Regions from separate parts of the Sus scrofa genome. Here region 2 is linked to region 1. Evidence: chromatin contacts called from public Hi-C data. All regions are on one chromosome and are shown on one strand. Each heading gives the region's core, a stretch centred on a gene start, on an enhancer-like site or on the middle of the called end of the contact. The rest is flanking DNA. Distances are from core to core; before and after follow the strand shown.

Region 1 (5,687 bases), core at 1,315-3,814:
TCAAGTGTCCCCATACCTGCTTAGAAATCTCTGCACATAAGAAGTTTATTATCACACCAGTGGACAGCCCAGATAACTAGAAACCTGGAACAAATCTCAACTCAGGTCTTATCAATTAGTTATATCTTCTGATATTCAACGCATACCACGCCCTTCCTCGCAGTTCAAAACCAAAATGGAGTTGAAGAGCCCAAATGGAATGTCATAAAAATGTTAGAGGATTTTCCCCAAGAGATCAATGTTTACTAAAAAATAAAAGTTGCTGCAGCAGAATGAGATAAGCAAGACCATGCACTATAAGGAAGCAGGAAATGGCTGATTCTCCTGAGCTTTTCTTTGCCCGCACTCTCCTCTGGGAAGCAGTTTATCTCATAATGTTAACGTATTCACATTTCTAGCAGGAACCTAAGAACAGGGTGAACCCCTTCTTGACTAGTATCAGTGGAACTAGGCAATGACCATGGATGCCACAAACTGATTATGACATACATGGGGAAGGAGGAAAACAGAGGAAAGTAGAGAGGGACAAAGACAAGAGGTTGTCAAGTGATCTCACCAGTTGTGGGGGGTGGGGCACACTTAGTGGTATCCCTCCACCTGCCTTCTGCAGAGACAGACTTCTAAGAGTCTGTCTAAAGTGTCAAGGTGTTAAGTTGATAATTAACAGTCTTTTCTTTCCTCGTTCCTACTTTCATTTTGAACTTAAAAACCGAGCACTGGACACTAGAGTCAGCCCTTTCACAGCTGTTAATTGTGAGCTTAATTCACATACGGTTACAGAGTAAGGTCTTTGTTAAGTGGTAAGAGATTGCAAACATATGAACATGTCTGCCCTTAAGGGGACATGTAGTGTAATTTAAGCATCCACCCCCACAGGAACGCATCCCCAGTGCCAGGTTACTTTTGTATACAATATTTTAATATTAACAGAGCAAGTACCTCACCCAACTCTTATGATATAAAAGGCCACACCAATAACTTGGGAACGAAACCTGTTCTTTAAATGAAAAGTTTATCAACTGCAGGATTTACAACCCTCTTTTTTGGGGGGTGGGGGATAATTTTAAAATCTCCCCTCCAACGAGACAGGACAAACAAAAGATCTGAGAACTCCTTTAATAGTATATCCTAAATCAATGCAGCCTGTAATCAGTGGTTCTCAACCTTAATTGCAATTCAGAATCACCCTAGGCCGAGGCTACCCACAGGCAGAACTTTTTCAACTCCTCAGGTGATCCGAATGTGCAGCCGAAAGTGTGAACCGCTGCTGTAAATCATTCTGCCCTTGAAAATGAAAGGAGAGGACCGCAAGTCAATGACATAGGCTCCATCCTCCCTTTCCCCCCTTCCCAGAGACGCAGGCAAGCTGCAGTTATCCAGGTGCAGTTTTGGGTTCATAGATTTGGTAATGAGATAGAGCATGGACTACAATACCCTTCCGCCTTGAGGACTGAGGATGCAGGAAAGTTACGTTAGATTTAACCACCTCCTGCCAGCGTTATTATTGCACCTGCGCTGGAACAGGCGCAGGCTTAGCTTCGGGGGCCGCGGAAAAAAAACTGTACACTTCTCTCATCTAAACTTGCTGGGATCCCGCCTCTGACTCGGGTGGGAAAGCGGAAAGGGCAGCGCCAGAGCTCACTAGGAAGGAGCACAGAACGTTTCTGCAGAGAGAGGAGGAAAGAAAGCGGGGCCTCGGGCGCGGTGCTGCAGGGGCCGAGGCGCAAGGAGCAGCACCAGGAGCAGCACCGGGAGAGCGCGGGTACTCACGCAAGTGCCGCCCAGCTTGTGGCTCTCCACCACCGCGGCCCGAGCGCCCAGCTCCGCCGCCCGGCGCGCGCTGGCCAGCCCGCCGGAGCCGCCCCCGATCACCAGGTAGTCGAAGGAGGTCGCGACGCTGCGGGCTGGGGGCCAGCACTGTGGCTGCGACTCCTGCCTGCTCGCCATGGCTCGGGGGAAGACGCTGGCGGGTCGGGTTGGAGGCGGCGCGAAGCGGGAGAAGGCGCGCGCCGCCTGCCGCCAGCTGGGGCCCGCGCTAGCGCTCAGGGTCCAGACCAGCAGGGCCATGCACGCGGAAGTGTGCGCCGCGGGGGTGCGGCCCGGGGGCGGGCCCCGGGGAAGAAGGGGGGCCGCGCGGGCACCCGGCCGGCGCAGCCTCACGGTGACTAAGCACCCGACCCGAGCGAAGGGGGAGGGGGAACGGGGTGGGGGCGGGGCTCGCTGACCGAGGCTTGGCGGGACTGGGGTGGGCAGGCGCGGAGGGGCGGTGTTGCCCGCCCCCCGTGCCCCTGGGTGCAAACCAGCCCGCTCTGCCCCAAATGGGGGTCACCTTTCCTGGATCTCTCCGCCTGGGTCTTCACCCCAGCACGAGTCCGCGAGCCCGAGTGGCATCAGCCGGATGTTGGTTTCTGAAGTCCCAAGGGGCCAAGGAGGATGAACACCTTCTTTTGTTCCCCCAGCCTTTTCTGAGCGGGCCCCTTGGGAGATGCCAGGGGCGACGAATTCTCAGGGAAGGGAGATTTGTCCACCATCGTTTTTGAGGGCGCTGTTTCTCACGGTTTGAGCAACAGACCACCTGAACCCTGGGTCTTAACCCGGATCTACTAAATCGGAAGCTCTAGGTCAGGACCTCAGCAATCTACATTTTAAACACCCCTTCTTTCCAGCTCTCAGGTGAGTTCTAAACATACTCTGTGAGACATTGGGACAGAAGTTTTTGTGATCCATGGATGAAGCATAAAGATAACAAACGTAGAGATAGAGACACAAAGAGTTCCCCCTATAGCGCAACCGGATGGGCGGCGTCTTGCGAGCCCAGGGACGAAGGTTTGATCTCTGGCCCAGAGCAGTGGGTTAAGGATCCCATGTTTCCCTGCAGCGTAAGTCACCAATGCGACTCAGATCTGATCCCTGGCCCCGGGAACCCCATTATGCCACTGGGCAGACAAAAAAGAAAAAAACACCCAGCACTTTGCTCCCAAACTGTCGAGACTGGGATGTCATTTTACAGTGTTTGGACTACCAGTTGGTAGTTGTAAATGAAGTTGGAGCCGTCAATGAAGTAGTAAGTAAATAAATCTGTGTGGCCTGAGCCTATCACCCACAAGGCTGAGAGCACTGCAGTCAGAGGACTGAAAGTTCAGGTTGAATCACAGAGAAGCTAGGCCCAGCACCCTGAAGAGGAGTGGGAACTAAGTACTCTCCAGTTAGAATGGTATCCAGTTATTTTAAGGTGTTTTGTTTTGTTTTTTTCCTGATTAAAATGTAATGGAGGGAGTTCCCGTTGTGGCTCAGCAAGTTATGGATCTTTCCTTCTCTCTGTGAGGATGTGGGTTTGATCCCTGACCTGGCTCAATGGATTAAGCAGCCAGTGTTGCTGCAGTAAGTCAGAGATGCCACTCCAGTATTGCAGGGGCTGTGGCATAGGCGTCGGCTGCAGTGACAGTTCAAACCCTAACCTCAGGTGCAGCCCTAAAAAGAAAAAAAAATGTAATAGAGGGAAAGGAAGGAAAGTTCCTCCTTCCACCAGGCTGCCACATAATAAATGTACACAAAACAACAGAGTTAGAAAAATCCCATTTTAGGAGTTCCCATTGTGGCTCCAAGGGTTAAGACCCTACATAGTGTCCATGAGGTTCAGTCCCTGGCCTTACTCAGTGGGTTAAAGATTGGCATTGCTGCAAGCTGCAGCATAGGTTGCAGATTCTGCTCAGATCTGGCATGGCTGTGGCGTAGGCTAGCAGCTGCAGCTCCAATTTGACCCCTAGCCCGGGAACTTCCATATGCTGCAGGTGCAGCCCTAAAAAGAAAAGGAAAGAAGAAAAAAAATCACCATTTTACAGCTGTCATAGTTATCATTGTGTCATTAGATATCAGTGAATATTAAAACCACTGGATGCAAGTTTGACGAGGGAAGGTGTATTTACACAATCAGAATATGTCCCCACAGATTGCTTATTAATCACGAAAGGGAAAATGGTGACTTTACAGTGGGCCAGATACCACCTTATACAAGTGATCAAAATTGAGCATTGCCAGTCATGAGACAGCCGTCATTGTGTGCCTGGTGATGTGTGACAGAGTTAGCAGTACACAATTTATGTGATATTCCTGCTAGAAATCCATAACCTGAATCTTATCTTGAGTTAGCACTCAGAAAAGGACACATTGAGGGAAATTTTACAAATAACTAGCTTATACTCTTCAAAAGCTGTCAATGTCTTAAAAACAAAGGTTATGGAATTTTTCCAGGCTAAAAATGTTGAAGAATTATGAGGACTAAGGGCAAGGTTTGATCCTGGATGGGATTCTAGATTGGGGAAATTTTCATATAAAGGATGATTGGTGACATTTGAATATGACTTGTATAATATGTCATGATACTACAACAGTGTTAAGTTTCTGGGCTTGAGAACTGTACTGTGGTTAAAAGAAATTACACACATGTATTTAGGAGTAAAGAGTCTGAGTCAGAGTAGCTTGGTTTCATATCCCCCCACAGGCACTGTCATAGTCACATAATCCCTCTGAGAGTTAGTTTCTTCTTGCAGGAAGTAGGAAGGCTGACAAAAAGGAGATGGTCATATCAAAATAGGGGAGGAATGAGCTAGCAGTAACTGGAAGTAGTAAGTAGTAAGCAGAGTGGTGCCGATTGGCTGGATGGTAGGCAGCTCGAAGAGGGTAGTGGGAGATGGGTGGAGTCCTGGAAAGCCTTGCTAGTAACCAGGCTAAGGCATTTAGACCTTACTCCATGGGCAATAAGGAGTCTCTGGAGATTTTTCAGAGATGTCTTTCTCTGGAATTAGATGAAATGGATTGAAAATAGTGAAACAGGCAGTGTAGGAGGCAAAGGTAATAGATGGCAGTATTGAGAACAGACTGAAAGAAACAGATTGGACACATTTAAGGAAGTGAAATTGACAGATTGGGGGAAGGGTACAAGAGTCAAAGATGCCAAGTCTTTTTCTTTCTCTTCTTTTTTTTTTTTTTTTAGGGCCACCTGCAGCATATGGAAGTTCCCAGGCCATGGGTGGAATCAGAGCTGTAGCTACCAGCCTATGCCACAGCCACAGCAACACAGGATCCTAGCTGTGTCTGCGACTTACACCACAGCTCACGGCAGCGGGGATCCATCCTTAAACCAATGAGAGAGGCCAGGGCCTGAACCTGTGTCCTCATGGATCCTAGTTGGGTTTGTTAACTGCTGAGCCAAGAGGGACCTCCCAAAGATGACAAGTCTTGAACCAGGAAATATGGGAGGAAAGTGATGCCTTAAAGCAAACATAAAAACGATAAAAGGAGATAAAGGTCGACATCCTGCTAGTTTTATGCAGGAAAGAATTTTTATTGCATAAGTGCATAATCCCATGCAATATGTTGAAACTAAAGATAAGGTGTTATTTGGGACTATAATATTTTATGGTTATGTAAATGCTTTTCCTTTTTACTTCTGACTTGGGTGGGAAGAGGAACAGGTAGCCATATCCTCAAGCCTTGAAGATTTCAAAATGTATTTAAGTTCTCTTTTTTGAGCAAAGAAGTATGAGCTAAAGTAAAATTTTAGTCAATGTCGTTAATAAGAGGTTATTTTCAGGATGACATTAAATGCTGAGAATGAAAATCAGCTTAGTTACCATTCAAGTGTGGCAGTCTTATGACATCATTATAAACTAACATAATTTGTGGGG
Region 2 (5,687 bases), core at 1,983-4,482, 62 kb before region 1:
ATAACCAGGGAAGGCAGAGGTCATTAACCAACTATTTAAAAACATTCCTCTCTTGTCTGAACCCTGGGGAGGGTCTCAGGAGCACACAAGCTGACTATGTAAACGTTTTCTACACTGTTGAGACTAGTGTTCTTAAGTTAGGAAGAAAGGTCCAGAGGAAAGAGGAGACTATCTTACACCCTGAAAGCCTTCAAGCATGGGGTAGCTCAATAAATACTTGTAAAATGAATAATGGGTGGAAGAACATCTTTGAATTGCTCTAGCCTCATTATTAATGGTTTCGTAAGCCTTTATTAAATGTCTTGTTTGTGAGGCTCTGTACTCCAAGCTTTGAAAAGTTCTGGAAGATAAATCCTTGCCTTCAAGCAGCTTATGTGGAGAACATGAAAGCACTAAGCACCTCACTTCAAAAGCAATGAATAAAACATGACAGCATGCTAAAATTAAAAAATACAAGCACTGGGAGTTCCTGCTGTGGTGCAGAGGAAACAAATCCGACTAGTATCCATGAGTACACAGGTTCGATCCCTGGTCTTGCTCAGTGGGATAAGGATCCGGCATTGCCATGAGCTGTGGAGCAGGTCACAGACGAGACTCAGATCCCCTCATTGCTGTGGCTGTGGAGTAGGCCAGCAGCTGTAGCTCTGATTCGACCCCTAGCCTGGGAACCTCTATATACCACCAGTGCAGCCCTAAAAAGCAAAATAAATAAATAAATAAATACAAACACTGATAAGAAATAATCAGAGGAGTTTCCCTGTGGCACAACAGGTTAAAGATCCAACATTGTCACTGCAGCAACAGTGGCACAGGTTCGATCCCTGACCCAGGAACTTCTACTAGGCATGGCCAAAAAGAAAGAAAAAGAAATAATCAGAGTAAACTTCAGTTAAGGAAGGAAGGATCACTGGCCCTAGACCTTGAATCAAAGACATGCCTTCTCCCCTCAATTCTTTTGTGTGTTTTTTTGCTGTTGTTGTCTTTTTAGGGCCAAACCTGTGGCACATGGAGGTTCCCAGGCTAGGGGTTGAATCAGAGCTGTATCTGCCGCCTACACCACAGCCACAGCAATGAGGGGATCAGAGCCTCGTTTGCGACCTACACCACAGCTCACGGCAATGCCGGATCCTTAACCCACTGTGCCAGGCCAGGGATGGAACCTGCGTCCTCATGGATACTAGTCAGATTCATTTCCTCTGAAACGATAGAAACTCCTCCCCTGAGTTCTAATCCCTAACAGCAACATGACCTGGGGCAAGCCACTAGAACTCTCTAAATCCAACATTACCATAAGTAAAATGAAGATACTACCAGTGCTTTCTACATCTAGCCCAACTGTAGGAATAAAATGAGAAAATGTTTGTGAAAGCTATTGTTCAAATAGTAGAGTTATAAATATATGTTATTTCAGTACTACTGTTTTGAGGTGAATCTGAAAAGAAATGACAGACCTGTAATACTGGGGTGAGGAAGCTAAAGGGACAGTCTTGGGGTAGGGAAAGTGTGAGAAGAAGAAAGAATTCCCAAGTGATAAGGCAGGGGCAACATCTGTACCTGTTTATTTCTCCTTGTAAACGATAATTAATCCAGGTTTTTGTAGTGATTTTAACAGATTTAAATAAAGGCCTCACAGTTCACATAAACCTAAATGCTTACAGCATTTGACCCTCACAACTTTATAACAGGTATTTTGTTTTATTCCTTTTTCTTTTTTTTTTTTTTGTCTTTTTAGGGCCACACCTACAGCATATGGAGGTTCCCAGGCTGGGAGTTGAACTGGAGCCATAGCTGCTGGTAAACACCACAGCCACCGCAACTCGGGATCCGAGGTGCATCTTCGACCTACACCACAGCTCAGTGCAACGCCAGATCCTTAACCCCCTGAGTGAGGCCAGAGATTGAACCTGCATCCTCATGGATACTAGTCAGATTGGTTTCCGCTGAGCCATGATGGGAACTCTGCTTTATTCCTATTTTAACACGTAAAATCTGAAGTGAAAAGAGGACATGATTAAGGTCACACAGCTGAAAGAACAGAACCAGGAATGGAACTACTGTGGTTCCCCAATCAGGTGTTCCTTACTCCAGACCTGAAATGATGGTATATGGCCTCCAAAACAAAGACGACCTGTGTGGTATGGGTAACGTTTAATGGCACCTGGAACAGAAGGCTTAATATCTTCCACCATCATATGCTCCATCTAACTTTTGCTCCTTTTTTTCAGACTACTCAGTATCTATAGGGTTTGACATGTACTGAACTGTGTGGCAGACAGGAGACATCACCCTGACCATTTTACATTAAACAATACAAAAAAAACAACATGGCCACAACTGAGTTCACGTGTTCTTCCACTGAGACGCCAAAAACGAATGAAAATCTGCTGGCTCCAAAGCCCACATTCTTTCCACTTTTTCATTTGACGTCAACTTTTCTACTTTTCCTCTCTTGCCTCTTTGCCTGGTGCCAACATGGCTATGAATAGCCGGCAAGCTGAGAACACAGACTGCTTACCTCTTAAATAACAGAAATGTTGAGGCGAACGGCAAAAAAAAAGTACAGCAGCGATTTGTTTTGGAAAACAAACTTTGCAAAAACAACTATTACAACTCTAAGTTTAGAAATCCTTCCAAACAATGTCTCCCAAAGGCAGGTGGAAAAAGAAAAAAAAAAAAAAAGTCCGTGAAGGGGCCTGAAATCACAGCCTTTAGTTAGCCGGACAACGTGGTTCCCCAAACTCCACACGCCGGGATGGTGCAGCTACTGCTAATATGAACTTGAAGGCTAAGCAGAGGCACAATCGGCTCTCAGATTCGAATTTCCCCTCTTTCCAACCCAAAAGTTTTCTCAGTGAACCCCCAGCCTAAAAGACAATGCTCCCGAGAAGTTATTACCGGGTTTAAGATCTTCGCGGAGGGAAGGGCAGCTCCAGCCTCCCGCGTGGTGGGAGACCCGCTCACCCCCGGGAGGAGGCGGCCCGCGGGAACAACAGGCCGGGGTTCTGCGCCCCTCACACAGCCGCCGCAGCACCCACCTGAGCCAGGAGGGCCGTCCCACACGCCTCCGCCGCGACCAGCCACCCACGCCCGCTTGGCCGCCGCTTCCTGTTCGTCGTCAGCGCCCCCGCCCGCACGCCCGCCCAGCGCTGCCCCGCCAGGTCGGGGTCCTAGCACTGGCGGCGGCGGCGGCGGCGTCCGAGGAGGCGACTCGGCCCCGGGCTCCGCCCGCCACTTCCTGATCTTACGGCTCTGAACTCAGTCCCGGCAGCCACCGCGGCGGCGCGGCGGCCGCAGAGAACGCGCGTGCGTCATCACGTGCCCCGCCTGGGTAGAGCTGAGGGGGTCAACCAGCTGGGGCGTCCCGGATCTCCTTGACAGCCCGAGAGAGGCTGGGGGCGGGACTTTGATGGGAGTACTGAAGACGCTGCCAAGAGGGAAGAAATTTTTCTTTTACAGGAGTAGAAATATGAAGCTAATAGATCCTCCTGCAGCGTGCGCTGGGATCTGCTCAATTCGAGTGACGACGAGAGTTTTCAAGTTATTGTCTACAGGTGTTCTGTGACTTTACATCAAATGCCAATCACCATCACCTAAACGTCAAAAGAACATTGACGTTTTACAAGCGAGGAAGCAAGAAAGCAAGTGAAACTAAATGGTGTGCTCAAGACAGCACAGCTAGCAAAGGCAAATCCTGTCCTGAAGTCCAGTTTCCGAACTCCTAACCACTACCCCTGTGAACCCTCTTAGAAAAGGATTTTGGATTGAGACGCAGCATAAAGGGGTAGAAATAAAGCGACGAAAAAGATTGGCTTTGTGCACAGCCAGCAATGTGTTTGCGGTGTCAGATTTTCTGTAACTCTCCTTTCCTAACTCTTATAACCTGAAGCCAGTACCCAACTGTTCTGTGGCTGTCCTTTAACTGGTTACTCCTCACCTTACTTAACCTGTTTCAGTTTTCTCATCTGGTAAATGGGAATAACAATTGTCCTAGCACAATGGGTTACTTGCATTGGACTCTTGGGAAGATTGAATGAGATAATACGTAAATTTTTTTATTTTTTATTTATTTATTTATTTATTTTTGTCTTTTGAGGGCCGCATCCATGGCACATGGAAGTTCCCAGGCTAAGGGTCAACTCAGAGCTACACCACAGCCGCAGCACCTCAGCATCTGATCTGTGACTAAGACCTTCACCACAGCTCACCGCAATGCTGGATCCTTAACCCACAGAGCAAGGCCAGGGATGGAACCGCGTCCTCATGGATACCAGTTGGGTTCGTCAACCACTGAGCCACGGCGGGAACTCCGAGATAATATGCAAATTTTTATTCAAAACTTGGGAATAGGAGTTCCCATTTGTGGCTCAGTAGAAATGAAAATAAAGCCAAAAGATGATTGTGTGGCTTTTTTTTTTTTTTTTTTTTTTTGTCTTTTCTTGGGCCGTTCTCGCGGCATATGGAGGTTCCCAGGCTAGGGGTCTAATCGGAGCTGTAGCCACTGGCCTATGCCAGAGCCACAGCAACGCGGGATCCGAGCCACGTCTGCGACCCACACCACAGCTCACAGCAACGCTGGATCCTTAACCCACTGAGCAAGGCCAGGGATCAAACCCACAACCTCATGGTTCCCAGTCGGATTCGTTAAACACTGCACCAAGACAGGAACTCCGATTGTGTGGCCTTCTTAAAATTGATTTCATGCTAGAGGATTTTGTAATAAATGCACTTGCATCTGACACCCTCAGGAATGTAACTTCATTTGGATAACAATTTATTAGGACTCAGAGGGTTCATAACCCAGGAGAGTCAGAGATTGGTGGAAAAAAAAAGAAAACTGATAAGGTATAATAAGGAGAAGGAGCAGTCATTCATAGCAAAAGATAATTCTGTTGTGGCGCAGCAGAAATGAATCCGACTAGTATTCATGAGGATGCGAATTCGATCCCTCACCTTACTCAGTGGGTCGGGGATCCCCTGGTTGCCCTGAGCTGCGGTGTAGGTCGCAGCCGCAACTCGGATCCCTCATTGTTGGGGCTGTGGTGTAGGTCAGCAGTTATAGCCTGGATTCAACCCTTAGCCTGGGAACTTCCATAGGCTGCAGGTGTGGTCCTAATAATAATAATGATAATCCCAAAGCTTAAAATTGCATTGCCCTGAGAAACATTAGCCAGTTTTATATCAATCCATTAATTTTTATTTTACCCTTTCGCCCAAAATTACATAAATTCCAACTTACCATATCTTCATGGAATCAGTTCTATCATTCTCCTAGCTTCCGTACATGAGAGACTTAACAAATGGACAATGGCCAGACTATACATGATAGTAATCTCTGGCGCATTTAAGAAATCAAACCACAGCCTCTGGAGCAATCAGCTCAGAATGATCAGGATTTACTCAAAAGCTGCCAACTTTCCCATTTTAGACACACACCAACCACACCCCAGCTTCCCTTGCCAAGCACCTTTAATCAGAAAATACCAGAAGCATCCCCCCTCTTTTTTTCATTATAAAGCTTCCCCCATCCCTGATTGCCTTTGAGTTTCTGCCAAATGCAAGTGATAATGGCTGATTCCCTTGCTTTATAGCAAGAGATGCAGTCTCTTATTTGAGTGGTCTTCATTTCCACCTGTGTTTAATAACTTTGACCGTCACCTAGTCACTTGAGACTTAGGAGTTTAACAATT

Evidence for each region. Hi-C and Micro-C count contacts between places; a contact is called where the count stands out from the background.
Region 2: a Hi-C map of skeletal muscle shows a contact between it and region 1, with 6 times the contacts expected there. The contact joins the promoter of GTF2E2 here to the promoter of GSR in region 1. A contact is called at or near these places in 1 of 5 promoter capture datasets (liver), 11 of 47 Hi-C or Micro-C datasets (embryonic fibroblasts, heart right ventricle, liver and 3 more) and 2 of 2 datasets of contacts at active chromatin or transcription factors (alveolar macrophages and skeletal muscle).

The regions. Positions count from the first base shown.
Region 1 is chr15:54,379,441-54,385,127 of Sscrofa11.1, reverse strand. GSR (glutathione reductase, mitochondrial) reads right to left here and starts at 2,564. Exons shown (of 13, transcript XM_003483635.4): 1 at 1,771-2,564. The coding sequence starts at 2,067.
Region 2 is chr15:54,442,025-54,447,711 of Sscrofa11.1, reverse strand. GTF2E2 (general transcription factor IIE subunit 2) reads right to left here and starts at 3,232. Exons shown (of 9, transcript NM_001244861.1): 1 at 3,036-3,232.